Regions from separate parts of the Rattus norvegicus genome. Here region 1 is linked to region 2. The links are chromatin contacts, called in public Hi-C maps. All regions are on one chromosome and are shown on one strand. Each heading gives the region's core, a stretch centred on a gene start, on an enhancer-like site or on the middle of the called end of the contact. The rest is flanking DNA. Distances are from core to core; before and after follow the strand shown.

Region 1 (5,842 bases), core at 1,734-4,233, 42 kb before region 2:
CACAGACCTCATGCTTTGCGGGGTAGCATATTTGGGGTCTTGGCTAGCCTAAAATCTGGTGTTTTCCTGTCAGGAAGGTATTGATTGTTGTCAAGGAGAGGTCCCAGAGCTCCCCTCATCACGGAGACAGTTTATTTGCTGCCCCAGGAGCATACTTAGTCTCCTGGTATCTGCCTGGAAGTTGATCTCAAGGGAGGCTTCCTAGGACTCAGGCTCAGGTAGATGGCCAGTAAAGGGCTCTATGGCCAAGGACTGTGCTCAGAGACCAGAATGCATCTAGCAGCTCAAATCAGGGTGGATCTCTCTGGAAACTCTCAGACTAGAAGGTGTCCCAAGCCTGACCCCAATCCTGTCCCTAAGACCCTTTATAAGTAAGCCACTTGATCCCAGTGACATACATCTGTTGGACATTGATTCCAGGAGGCTGTCCTGGCCATAGCTCACAGAAGGCACCCACACAGGTGGTTAGCCGGGCACCGCAGCTATTATTAACCTGACAGTGACATCACCACCAGCCAATGGGAGGCAGGTTTATTTGCAGGGCTGGCAGCTTGATAACGGTTAATTTTAGCTGGATCTTCATTTCCAACATTTGTGAAACCCCCACCAGCCAAAGAGGTGGTGCTGTATCTCCCCAAACAGCTTGAAGATAGCAGGTGGGGGTTCCTGGAGAGGCTGAGGAGGGAGCCTGAACTTCCAGGTTGCCCTAGGAAGAACCCTGGTTTCCTGTAGCCTCTCCTTGTTTGCCCTGCCCCACCTCTGTGAGCTTCCCAGGGTCACTGTGACCAGTAACTGAGAAGCAGGCAGGCTACTGAAGGAACAGGCATAGTAGAGGTTGTGACCACAGGTGAGACCCAGGCTTCTGTCCGGAAGTTACACTGTCTTGATTCTAATGCTTTGAGCTACCTACTCGTGTGGTCTCAGGCACTGAGCTTAGTTTTTCTTTGCAGTTTCCTCATAGGTTTTGGGGTCCCTGGGCCTACTAATAGGACCTGCTGCTGTTTAGTATCACAGACTTCTTAGAAGTTTAAGTGATGCTAACCATGCAGTGGAAGAGGATAGAAGCCCACACTTCTGGCAAGGTGCTACAGTGGAAGGTGGGAGGCAGGAGAGACATCCATAGGCATATGGTAGGGTCAGGCTGAAGCCCTCAGGACCTCAATGCCCCCCTAGAAAGTCCCATCCCAGCATTACTTCCTGAAGATTCAGTCCCAACACCGAACTTGGGAGATACGTGCAGGCTCTGCTGCTGGGGCTACTGGGTATCTGGCCATTACTTAGCCCTGCTGGGTTAGTGGCTCCTGGGAACTGCTGGCCACAAGGCTATCAGTGGGCTGAGAATGTTATTGATCAACAGTGATACCTCTTAAAGATTTGCTTTCTGCATATTCCCAGGGTCTCTCATACCGACAAAGCCTTCAGGGATTTGCAGTGAAGGCAACGTATATCCCAATGACAGGGAGGTATTTTTGGCCTGCCTCCCCTAGGTCAACGTATAGGTGTTTCAGGCAGAACATGACCTCTGGTCATCAAGGGTCAGTCCTCTAGATGGGTAAACTCCTGGCCTTGGGTCTTGCTGGCTCTGCCTCCCTGCCGTACACAGAGAGAGACTATGTAGAGAAAGGGTGTCTGAAGAAGACTCCAAAACTAAAGGGAAGGTAGCTAGTCACAAAGATTCTGGGTGATGGATCTCTTTATTGAGCCCACTCTGCCTCCTGAATCTTAAACCAGGCCTGGTCGTCTCTGTGTAAGAAGGAAGGCATTCCGGGGACAGATGAGTCGGACAAGTGGGTGGGGTAAATGCTAATATCTTGCCCGGCATTTATTTTTAATTCCTGGCTCCCAGTCGACGGCCTCAGCAGTCTTCAAAATTGCCAGGTCATCCGAGAGGCCTGCCTAGTCTCTGCCTGCCCTCTGCCAGACAGACCCTCAGGCTTCACCTTACTCTCTCCTCATAGCTGATAGCTGCCCTAATTGGTCACCCATCTCCAGGGCCCCTCACGGGGGCTGCCTCAGTAGTTGGTGCTGGGCCCTGACCCCGGTCTTCTATGTCTAGATAGGCACAGGCCTGCTGTTATTCAGCATACTCAAGGAACCTTTGCTTCCTACCTTCTTCCTACCTGCTTCCTACCTGCAATGACAAAGATTGGGTGGGTAGGGACAGGTGGCAGCATTGGAAAACAGGAATGTCTGGGTCAAATGATAGGCATCTCTGAAGAAGTCCTTGGTGACGACACATGGTGGCCACAACCCCCTTAAGGCCAGTTTTGGATATCCTAATCTTCCTAGAAACCTCAGGGGCTCTCTAGTTCCTACCCATGGGGCCTGAAGGAGTTTGGGGGGGTCTGAACTCTGGATGTTCTTAGTGGCCTTAGCTAAGACCGTCTGACCAGAAATGCAATCAGGAGTATGCCTTGACTTTGAGAATGGGTTTCATAAATTCCCTATACCTAAGGGAATAGGTATAAAAAACCTCTTTCCAGAGCTTCCTAAGAAGGTTGGATCCGGGCTAGACTTGCTGATGGCCTCAAGGACCTGTCATGTAGGGTCTATGTGAAATAAGCACCTGTCCCGGGGGTAGGGCATCATGGAAAACCTCTGGAAATTGAGCTTCATGTTCATTGGGACTCAACCATGAGCAGGGCCAGCAATGGATGGCCACAATCAGGGCTTGCAGGGATCTTGACCTAGGCTTGGACCTCTTCTCCTGGGTCTACTTGCTGGTTCCCTGTTTTGTGTTCCATTTTCCTGGGGACATTTTTATGTTGGATGTACCTTTTTTTCCCCCTGCTTTCAAGCAACCACTGTCTCTGCTACTCCAGTTCTTTCTACTGCTTCTTTCGCCTCTCTCCATCCCTGCCCCTCCTTTCCTGGCTCTGTTTCCCTGCCCCCACCTCTGAGCGCTGCACCGCCCTTTTGCCTGTTTTTCTCTCCTGGTCTGTGCTCTCGCTCGGTGGTTCTCTCCCTCGCTCGGGTACATCTCTGCAGCTGCGTCCTCTCGGATCCTCGTTACGCCGGCCGGCGTCCGTGGGTGCGCGGCCCCTGCGTCCGCGCATCGTTCGCACCCCATCTGCCAGCCTCCCGGCGCCCGCCTCCCCCCTCCGGTACCGCATTGCCGTACTGCAGGGGCGCAGTGCATTGCGCCGGCACCGTCAATAGGTGGACCCCCTCCTAGAGAGATAAAACCGCCGGCGCCAGCGCCACCAGTCCCTCTGACTGAGACCTCGGCTCTGGGTAAGGACGCACAACCCGGTCTGAGACCCTTGATTAGGTTTCCAACCAGGGTTCGCCTTCCTGTGAACCCGTCCTGAGGTAGAGGGGGACATGCGGCACCTAGCTGGGCTGCACCTCTGGGCTGGGAGGGGGTGTCTCTAGACAGGGCATGGTGGGGTCCCCGTGGCAGTCGGGTAGTAAGTCCCTTAGGTGATTGTATACTTGGTGACAGGGGTTAGGGAGGGGGATGTTTCTCCTGAAATCATCATGCTGTCACTGTGACCTTGGGGCTTGCCGGGGGTTCTGCGAGGCCGATCGTTGCAGGTGCTGGCATGGTGGTTTGGGGCTCTGAGGATGTTCGTGATTTGTCAGAGTAGGGCGGGGGGTGGTGATGGTAGTGAAACCTGAGGACCCCTATTCACGTTCTACGGTGGCTACCACCCTAGGATGCACCCCCATCCCACCAGGCCCGAGATTCTTGGTTGACCTCTAAGATGCGCAGGTACTAAGACCCAGGGCCTGGACCAGATGGTAGGGGAGAGGGTCGGGGCATCTCTGAGGGCACTTGCTTAGCTGGGCCAGGTGGGATTTTTATTCTTCTGGCTAGAACAGGGCACTTACCTCTCGGCCCTGATGGCTGCCCCCTGCCTGTGGGGAGGGCCTGAGCTATTCTGGGCCTATGCCTGGGCACCATCCAGCTGTCTCCTCAGCCAGCCTGTGGGCAGAGGGAGGAAGATGGCGCCCTTGCCTGAGGAGGGGCTGAGGAGTGCTGGCCTTCTCTTCATGGTGGCAGCAGATGGGGGTAGGGCAGTGTCCATCCCTGGGGTGTGTGTGTGTGTGTGTGTGTGTGTGTGTGTGTGTGTGTGTGAAGGAGGGGGGTGGAGGCATCGAGGACAGGGAGGACAGCGCACTGTAGAGCTGGGCACAGTGACTCATCACAGGGCTCCTGGCTGCTCCAGGGGCTCACTCAGTCTGCTGCTCTGTGATGTCCAGACAGGATTAACCCTTCCTTAAGGAACTTTCCTCCAAATCAACTCTCCAAACACTTACACACTAACGAACCATTTGGGTTAAGGTATAGGGTAGAGAAACAGGTGACTTATGAATGCAATGTGTCTGGACACGTTTAGGACAAGGGTTTGGGGGTGGAGGGTGTCATTCTTCCCTATCCAGGCTCAGGTGAAGACTGGGTCAGGAAAAGAGCTCCCAAACAATGCAATGGTGTGGGTATCTCTGCTGGGCTCTCTTAGGGCCCCCTAGTCACCTGTTTCTCTTGTCCCTGGCCCCACAGAGTTCCTGCCCAGCAAATACCCTCAACCCAGAGCCAGAGCCCCCACAGTGCCAGCCCGTCCCTCACTCAGGCAGAATGGGCAAGGAGAAGACACACATCAACATTGTGGTCATTGGCCACGTGGACTCAGGCAAGTCTACCACGACAGGCCATCTCATCTACAAATGTGGCGGCATCGACAAGCGGACCATCGAGAAGTTTGAGAAGGAGGCAGCAGAGGTGAGGACCTGGGGGCCTGGTGCTTTCTTTCATTGCCCAGTTTACCTCCTTCAGTGCAAGGGGATATGGGTAGGTAAACAGAGCAGTCTCCTGAGAATGTTGCTAGATCTGTCTCATACTGAGGGAGGGGGAATTTGTGCCCTCCCCAGGTCCATTATAAGACTCTTCACTCTTGGCCTCGGTGGGCCAGTGCCAGGGGGCCCTTCAAGCCTTATCCTCTTGCTCCCCAGGACTGAAACTGGGCTGAATGTGGTGCTGCCCTCACTTGTCTTCCAACAGCCAGGGCTCAAGGATGCTATTAATAGTTGATTGATGGGCAGCAGGCTTGCCAGCTCCACTTTCTCCAGATAAGCTGAGGAGGGTTGCTGATCTAGGATGATACCTGGAGTAGGGGGGATCTTGCTAACCTGTTCCTGGTTGAGACCTACGAAAGAGCAGTGATTGTAACTGGATTCTCTTCTCTGCCCCTACCCCTGCTCATTCTGAGAAGGGCTGGCTCCTGCATAAGAGCTAAGGCAGGCCTGAGGACATTAACTATCTATGCAGAGCTCTTGCTCCAGTGTGTATATGGGACTTTGAGCCACAATTCTGTGTGTCTAGGCCTGATGCTTTTTACCTTTTAGAGGGTGTGATTTTAGGGGGAGGAGGTAGGAGGGATTTGAGGGTTTGAAGGTCACTTGGGTCAGGTCCCAGCTGGGTTTTGTCTGGTTCTGTCTGAATAGCCAGCCCCTCCAGGCTGGGCATCATCCGTGGAATGCAGAAGCATGTCATTTGAAATTCTGGTAGGGAGCTATGTTCAGTTGAGCATCGATGACCACAGCTCTGGTCCAGGCTGTAGGAGTCTCACCAGGAGTCTGACCCTGGCACAAGTTTCCAAAAAGCAGCCAGCCTTGCTCTTGGTAGGGCTACTCCTACTTCTCCTATTTTGGTGGAACTGGGGAGGGGAGATGTCTCAGAGTTAGAAGAATTCATCCACTACAGGAAGATCTGGAACCAGACTTTTCTCAAAACCTTGAGCAACTTACTCATGTTTAAAATTTCCCTTAAAAAATAACTTGAGACTTGTTTTGTTTTTCACAGCCCCAAACCTAATGAGATAATTGACCTCTAATTGGGTGT
Region 2 (5,801 bases), core at 24-2,523:
GTCTGCCTAGAGTCTGCCTCTTATGTTTTAACTGCAGTTTCTCCAGTCTCCCAGGATAAGTTGCAGATGTGGTGGTCTTCAGCAGGCAGTATTCCTGTTATACTGCCTATCGTGTTTAGGCACGTGTTAAGGGGCACTTGGTGTGCCCCTTATCAAAGGCCACAAGCTAGATTCCTGTGGAAGGACTATGGCACCTGTCCTCTGTAGAGCTCTGGGGTAGAGTAAGGGAGAAGGAATCCCACTTGTCAGAGGATGCAAATAGCCACGGAAGGGGCAGAGATCTTGCAGGAGAATTTTGGCAGGTCAAGAAGGGTCAGGTAATAATAATAATAATAATAATAATAATAATAATAATAATAATAATAATAAATTATGAGAGATAAAGATAGATAGATAGACAGACAGGAAGGAAGGAAGGAAGGAATCATCAGAGCTTATAAAGAAGGAGAAATGGAAACACTGTGGCAGCTAGGGAAAGGCCAGAAAAATGATCTGAGAAGTTCTTGTTCAGCACCCGATCTAGCTGGAAGAAAAATTTTCTGTCTCTGAACCTAGGGAGGAATTGTTGTATACCAGGAAAAAGAATCAATATTTACCCTCTGTAGGGCAAGCAGTGTGGAGTTGGTTCTTTTATTGTTTCTGCCGCACAGAGGAGCCTGGTCAGCAATTGGTGTGATTCTGGAGTCTTGGGTAGCAGGAAGCAGGTGCGGACTGGCCCCCTGCTGTGCTCAGAGGACCCGATAAGGTCTCATCGTGCTAGCTAATAGACAGAGGTTGCACTGACAACTGCCTGCCCACTGACTGCAGGTTTCTCTCGCCTCCTGCAGGTTTCTTTTAGTCTTCTCCTGCCTTGTGCTTTCCGTGTTTTCCACCATCAAGGAGTATGAGAAGAGTTCCGAGGGGGCCCTCTACATCTTGGTAAGCCCCATTCTTGGGTAGGGCATGGGGAGAGGCCTGAAGGCTGGGAAATGGGCCTCTGCATGCAGCACGGCCTGCCTTCCAAGCCCTGGACCTCTGGTTCAACCCTGATCGTCTAGTGAGCCAGGACTTCTGTGTACACGTTCTCCTCCAGAGCAGTTAGTGTTCTTTCTTGCATACACAGCCACTGTTGCTCCCAGCATTGTGGTGTAGACCTCAAGCCCCTTCCCAGCCTCCTAGTCCCTAGAGGTGGTATTACAACATCCCGAGGTTCTCACCATCCCCCCCCCCCCTTTCCGCCCTGCTCTCTGGAGCCTCAGTACTCAGATGCCCCCGCTGAAGTGTGTGGTGCTTCCCAGAAGATGTGGGTGAAGGGGTGGGAGGCCATGATGCTCACTCGCATAAACCCTGTGACGGGACAGGGGTGGGTGTCATGGAAACAGGATCGTAATTTCTCTGTTGCCATTGGTAACGGAGGTGGCCCTTCAAGAATGATCCCACTAGAGTGCTTTTCCACCCACTTTGCCCCACTGCCCTGGAGCTGCCTGAATTCTAGAGGAACCTATTCTCCCTTTGGTATGGCTGCGAACTCTCTCAGCTCAGCCCTGTTGTGCCCACCCCTCACAATGGCACTAGAGCCTCCCACTCCAGCTCAGAAGGGAGGCAGGAAGGGGGTTCCTTTGGTGGTCTACAGGCCAGGACTTGCTGGCAACAGTAAGTCCCTGGAGGATCTGTTTCTAGCAGGGATTCAATCCTGGCTGACATGAGCTAGGTGCCCTGTGGGGCTTGAGCTAAGCCTGAAGCTCTGATTTCTAGCTTCTGATCCCTGGGGCTTTAGCCATCCCTGTCCCAAAAGTGTCATTGTAGGATAGAGGTAGCCCTCCTAAAGCCTGGTCGTGTCTTCATCCGTGTTCTTCTCACCTCCCAGGAAATCGTGACCATCGTGGTATTCGGTGTTGAGTACTTTGTGAGAATCTGGGCTGCAGGCTGCTGCTGCCGGTATCGAGGCTGGAGGGGCCGGCTCAAGTTTGCCAGGAAGCCATTCTGTGTGATCGGTGAGGCCTGGTGGACATGGCCACCAGAGTTGGGTCTGGGGAAGGAGTTGCTTTTGTCTTGGCCACAACGGGCTAAGTGAGAGGGTAGGGTCTTCTGGAAGTTCCTTCTTATCACTGACTTGGAACTGGAGGCCATGGCTAGCAGGGCCTAGGAGTTGGGAGGGGGACAAATTGCTGGGCAGTCTCTCCTGGAGATCACAGGTAGGCAGGGTGGGCACTGAAAACCACCCTTCCCAGGGCCCCACATGCCCTTGCATGTCTAAGGGGTCATTGAGTCCTCCTCTGGGGGCCCTGGGGAGGAGATGCTGTGATCTGTGCCTGTCTCCCACAGACATCATGGTGCTGATTGCCTCCATTGCTGTGCTGGCTGCTGGCTCCCAGGGCAATGTCTTTGCCACATCTGCACTTCGGAGCTTGCGGTTCTTACAAATCTTACGGATGATCCGTATGGACCGGAGGGGCGGCACCTGGAAGCTCCTGGGATCGGTGGTCTACGCTCACAGCAAGGTGAGCAGCCCTGGCCCAGCCTGGGCCTTGCTGTTTTCCATAACCTCAAGGCTCCAGGCTGCTCAGCATTGATGCAGTCACGGACCTGGCAAGATATAAAGGAGCCTCTCCTTTTATCCCACGGCTGACTGTCTTTCTCACCTGTCCTTAGAAGCTGTTTTCTATTCTTTTTTTTTGGTTCTTTTTTTTTTTTTCGGAGCTGGGGACCGAACCCAGGGCCTTGCGCTTCCTAGGTAAGCGCTCTACCACTGAGCTAAATCCCCAGCCCCGCTGTTTTCTATTCTTAGTGTGAGCGATCCTTCCTGTTAGCTGGCAACCCCTGTAGCTGAGCAATTTCCCTCCCTGGTTCTGAGGGCCTGGATCGATAGATACTCTGCCTGAATCACCTGCTTAGGGGTTGTTTAAGTTGTGGCTTGTGGCGGCTGCTGACCAGGGTACTCATGGCGTGACTGTGGGTACACATTCTGTGTTGAAGGAATCCTCAGTGGCCAAGACCTGGTTTCTGCCAGGTTGTACTATGGGACCTTTGTTCTCATTGACTCAAATGCTCTCTATCCTGCCTGGGCCCTCTTTTATTTTTGTCAGCCATAATCGTGTGGGGTCAGGCACTGGGCTCTGGGGAAGCTGAGCTCCCTGGGGGCCTGGTCTCTCTCCCCCCTCTACACTGCACACCCAGTGTTGGGAACTGAGTATATGCCCATTGAGGCTTGCACCCCTTCTTGGGGATATCTCCACAGTGTTGGGACCCCAGCTGCTGTGTGTGGGGTATATGCTTCACCCAGCCACGGACAGGGTGTTCAAAGGGCTGCTGGATGCTCTGCTCGCAGGTCTAAAACAGTCCGTTGAAAGTTGCATTGTACAGCCAGCAGTCACTCTTCAGTATTCAGGACAAAGCCCTGTTGTCAACCCTGACCAGTGTCTACTCTAGATGTACCTTGCTGGCATCAGGAGGGGACTCCATCCTCCGAGTCTCTTGAGCTGCACAGTTGAGGGCAGGGCTCCCATGCTGGGCTTCCAGGCTGGCCTGAATGGGAAAATGATGTGGCTTCCTGCCTTTGCAGGAGCTGGTGACTGCGTGGTACATTGGCTTCCTCTGCCTCATCCTGGCCTCGTTTCTGGTGTACTTGGCAGAAAAGGGTGAGAATGACCACTTCGACACCTACGCGGATGCACTCTGGTGGGGTCTGGTAAGTCCTGGTCACCGGTCACCATTCCTTCCTCCTCCACATCCTCTGATTACTGCTATCTTAAGGATGTACACCCTGCCCCTTGGGATCTGAAGGAGAGACCTAACTGCCATTAGGCTGAGCTGAGTGGGCATGTCTCTTGGAGGACACCTGGTGGCTGGCTGTGGACATGACAGCGACTGAGACTGATGTGCTTCTTGGGTTGGTAGATGTGATAGGGGACACACTGGGCTCCTTTCTCCCCATTACCTTCTTGCAATTCCCCCACTTGCTGCTGGACTGTGTAGGAGAAGGATTAAGGTGGGGGAATATCAAGGCTCTGAGAGTAATGACCAGAATAGAGCCATCCTGGGGCTTCCCAGCTCAGGAGTTTGAATAACCCTCATCACTTTGGAGCAGTGTGAACTGCCACCGTTCCAGGCACTTGCTGCTAGCCTTCCATCTCCAGTCAATCCTGTCTTTCACTGTGAGGGACAGGGGACAATACAATACTGAAGATGGCTCAGTGGGTAAAGTACTTGGTGGGAAAACATGGGGAGTTCATTTTGGATCTCCAGGACCCGTGTAAAAGTTGGGTACACATGGTTGTGCGTGTGTGTATGCATATGTGCGCGCGCGCACACACACACACACACACACACACACACACACACACACACACACACACACACACACACAGAGTGCAAATCGCAAACTCAGGCCTTGACTCTCTGGGATGTTTTTTAGGTGGTCTGCAACCTACCGACAGTGGCCCTAATTGCAGCTCCCCAAGACTTGCTGCTGCCCAAGTGGCCTTTGTGTCTGAGGCTCCCCATGCTTGACTCTGCCTAGAACACTCCAGAAGTCCTCTCTCACTGCCCCTTTCCTGTTAGTTATCTTTGGACTTCTGCTTGTAGTGGACATGGAAGGCAGGTTTCCTAGGCCCCTGTTTTCTGATATTGCTTTATGGAGCCCACCCTACTCTAATGAGATAGAAATGGGTTTCTCCTACACTCTCGCCCCAAAAGCTTTAGACTCCTTGGAGGTTCAGGCAGAGGCCGTTTCACCTGACAAGCCATGAGGTGATGACCTAGGCAGGTGCTGTGCTTGCAGAATCACTGGGGGGAGGATAAGACAACTGCCGGGTGAAGCCACAGGGAAGTTTACTTGTGATTTTACTAATGCCCTCAGGCCTGGAACCCCGAGTCCTTTGGGAAGAAGCAGATATATTAGGAGTGAAGCGAGTTTAAGTCTTGAGGTGACTGGTGGAGGAGACTGTGTGATACAGGAGAAACTGGACTGTCTAAGAGTGTGTGCCCAGACTCTGCTGAGGGAATCAACTTGGTACCCAGGGGCCCTGAACTGTAACCAGCGGGCCTCAGGGTCCTGTGAGAGTGATATAGCCTATTCTCTTCAGAATGTTCAATGTTGGGTTGGGGATTTAGCTCAGTGGTAGAGCGCTTGCCTAGGAAGCGCAAGGACCTGGGTTCGGTCCTCAGCTCCGAAAAAAAAGAACCAAAAAAAAAAAAAAAAAAAAGAATGTTCAGTGTTCTTGGGGCTAGGCCTTCCTTCTCTTTCAGAACTGAAGCAAACATTTTATCTTTATTGTTTCAAAGTAATCCTTGTATTTTAAAATGTCTACTGGTTTCATAGCAGCCCCTCCCTCACAGCTACCCATTTGTCTTCTTGGCCACCTTCTATTCCCACCCCTTGCCTTCTCCCCTCCTGGGCCAAACCCTCTCCTAGACTGTCCCCCATTCTCCCCGAATCCTGCTCTTCTAGACCTTTCTGAGTCCTAACACTCTGTGGACCTGGAATCCTTGCACTTCCTTGATCTTGTTCCCTGACATGATGGGCACTTACCAGTTAACTAGTGCCCCATTCCTCTGAGCACAGAGCAGGGGTAGAAATGCCAGCAACTCATCTGGATGAGAATTTCTCTCCTTGATTGGTGCTCGTCTATGAACTAGGGGAGTTCATACACATGGGAATGATTCCCCCTCCAGTGTAGAAGAAAGATTGGGGTTTGATGGGATTGTAGAATAAAGGACAGCCTATGCTGACCCTGGCCTATGTTTTGCCCTGGTATGGTTGATGTAGGAAGAATGACCCTCCTGTGGGTCCAGTCAAAGTCTTAGTGTCCAGCTCCCCCTAA

What was found. A called contact is a pair of places that touch in the nucleus more often than the background predicts.
Region 1: a Hi-C map of prefrontal cortex shows a contact between it and region 2, with 2.0 times the contacts expected there. The contact joins the promoter of Eef1a2 here to the enhancer-like site in region 2. A contact is called at or near these places in 3 of 12 Hi-C or Micro-C datasets (frontal cortex, liver and prefrontal cortex).

Annotation. Positions count from the first base shown.
Region 1 is chr3:188,649,774-188,655,615 of GRCr8, reverse strand. Eef1a2 (eukaryotic translation elongation factor 1 alpha 2) reads left to right here and starts at 2,983. Exons shown (of 8, transcript NM_012660.2): 1 at 2,983-3,234; 2 at 4,505-4,723. The coding sequence starts at 4,580.
Region 2 is chr3:188,606,238-188,612,038 of GRCr8, reverse strand. It overlaps Kcnq2 (potassium voltage-gated channel subfamily Q member 2), which reads left to right. Exons shown (of 16, transcript NM_133322.2): 2 at 828-918; 3 at 1,847-1,973; 4 at 2,305-2,480; 5 at 3,542-3,667. Among named protein-coding and RNA genes, the nearest start is that of Kcnq2, 22 kb to the left of the region's middle. Within about 2 kb of position 1,273, at least 15 of the 93 cell types and tissues checked have an H3K27ac peak or open chromatin away from gene starts, as enhancers often do. A contact at or near this core is called in prefrontal cortex, where this site is marked.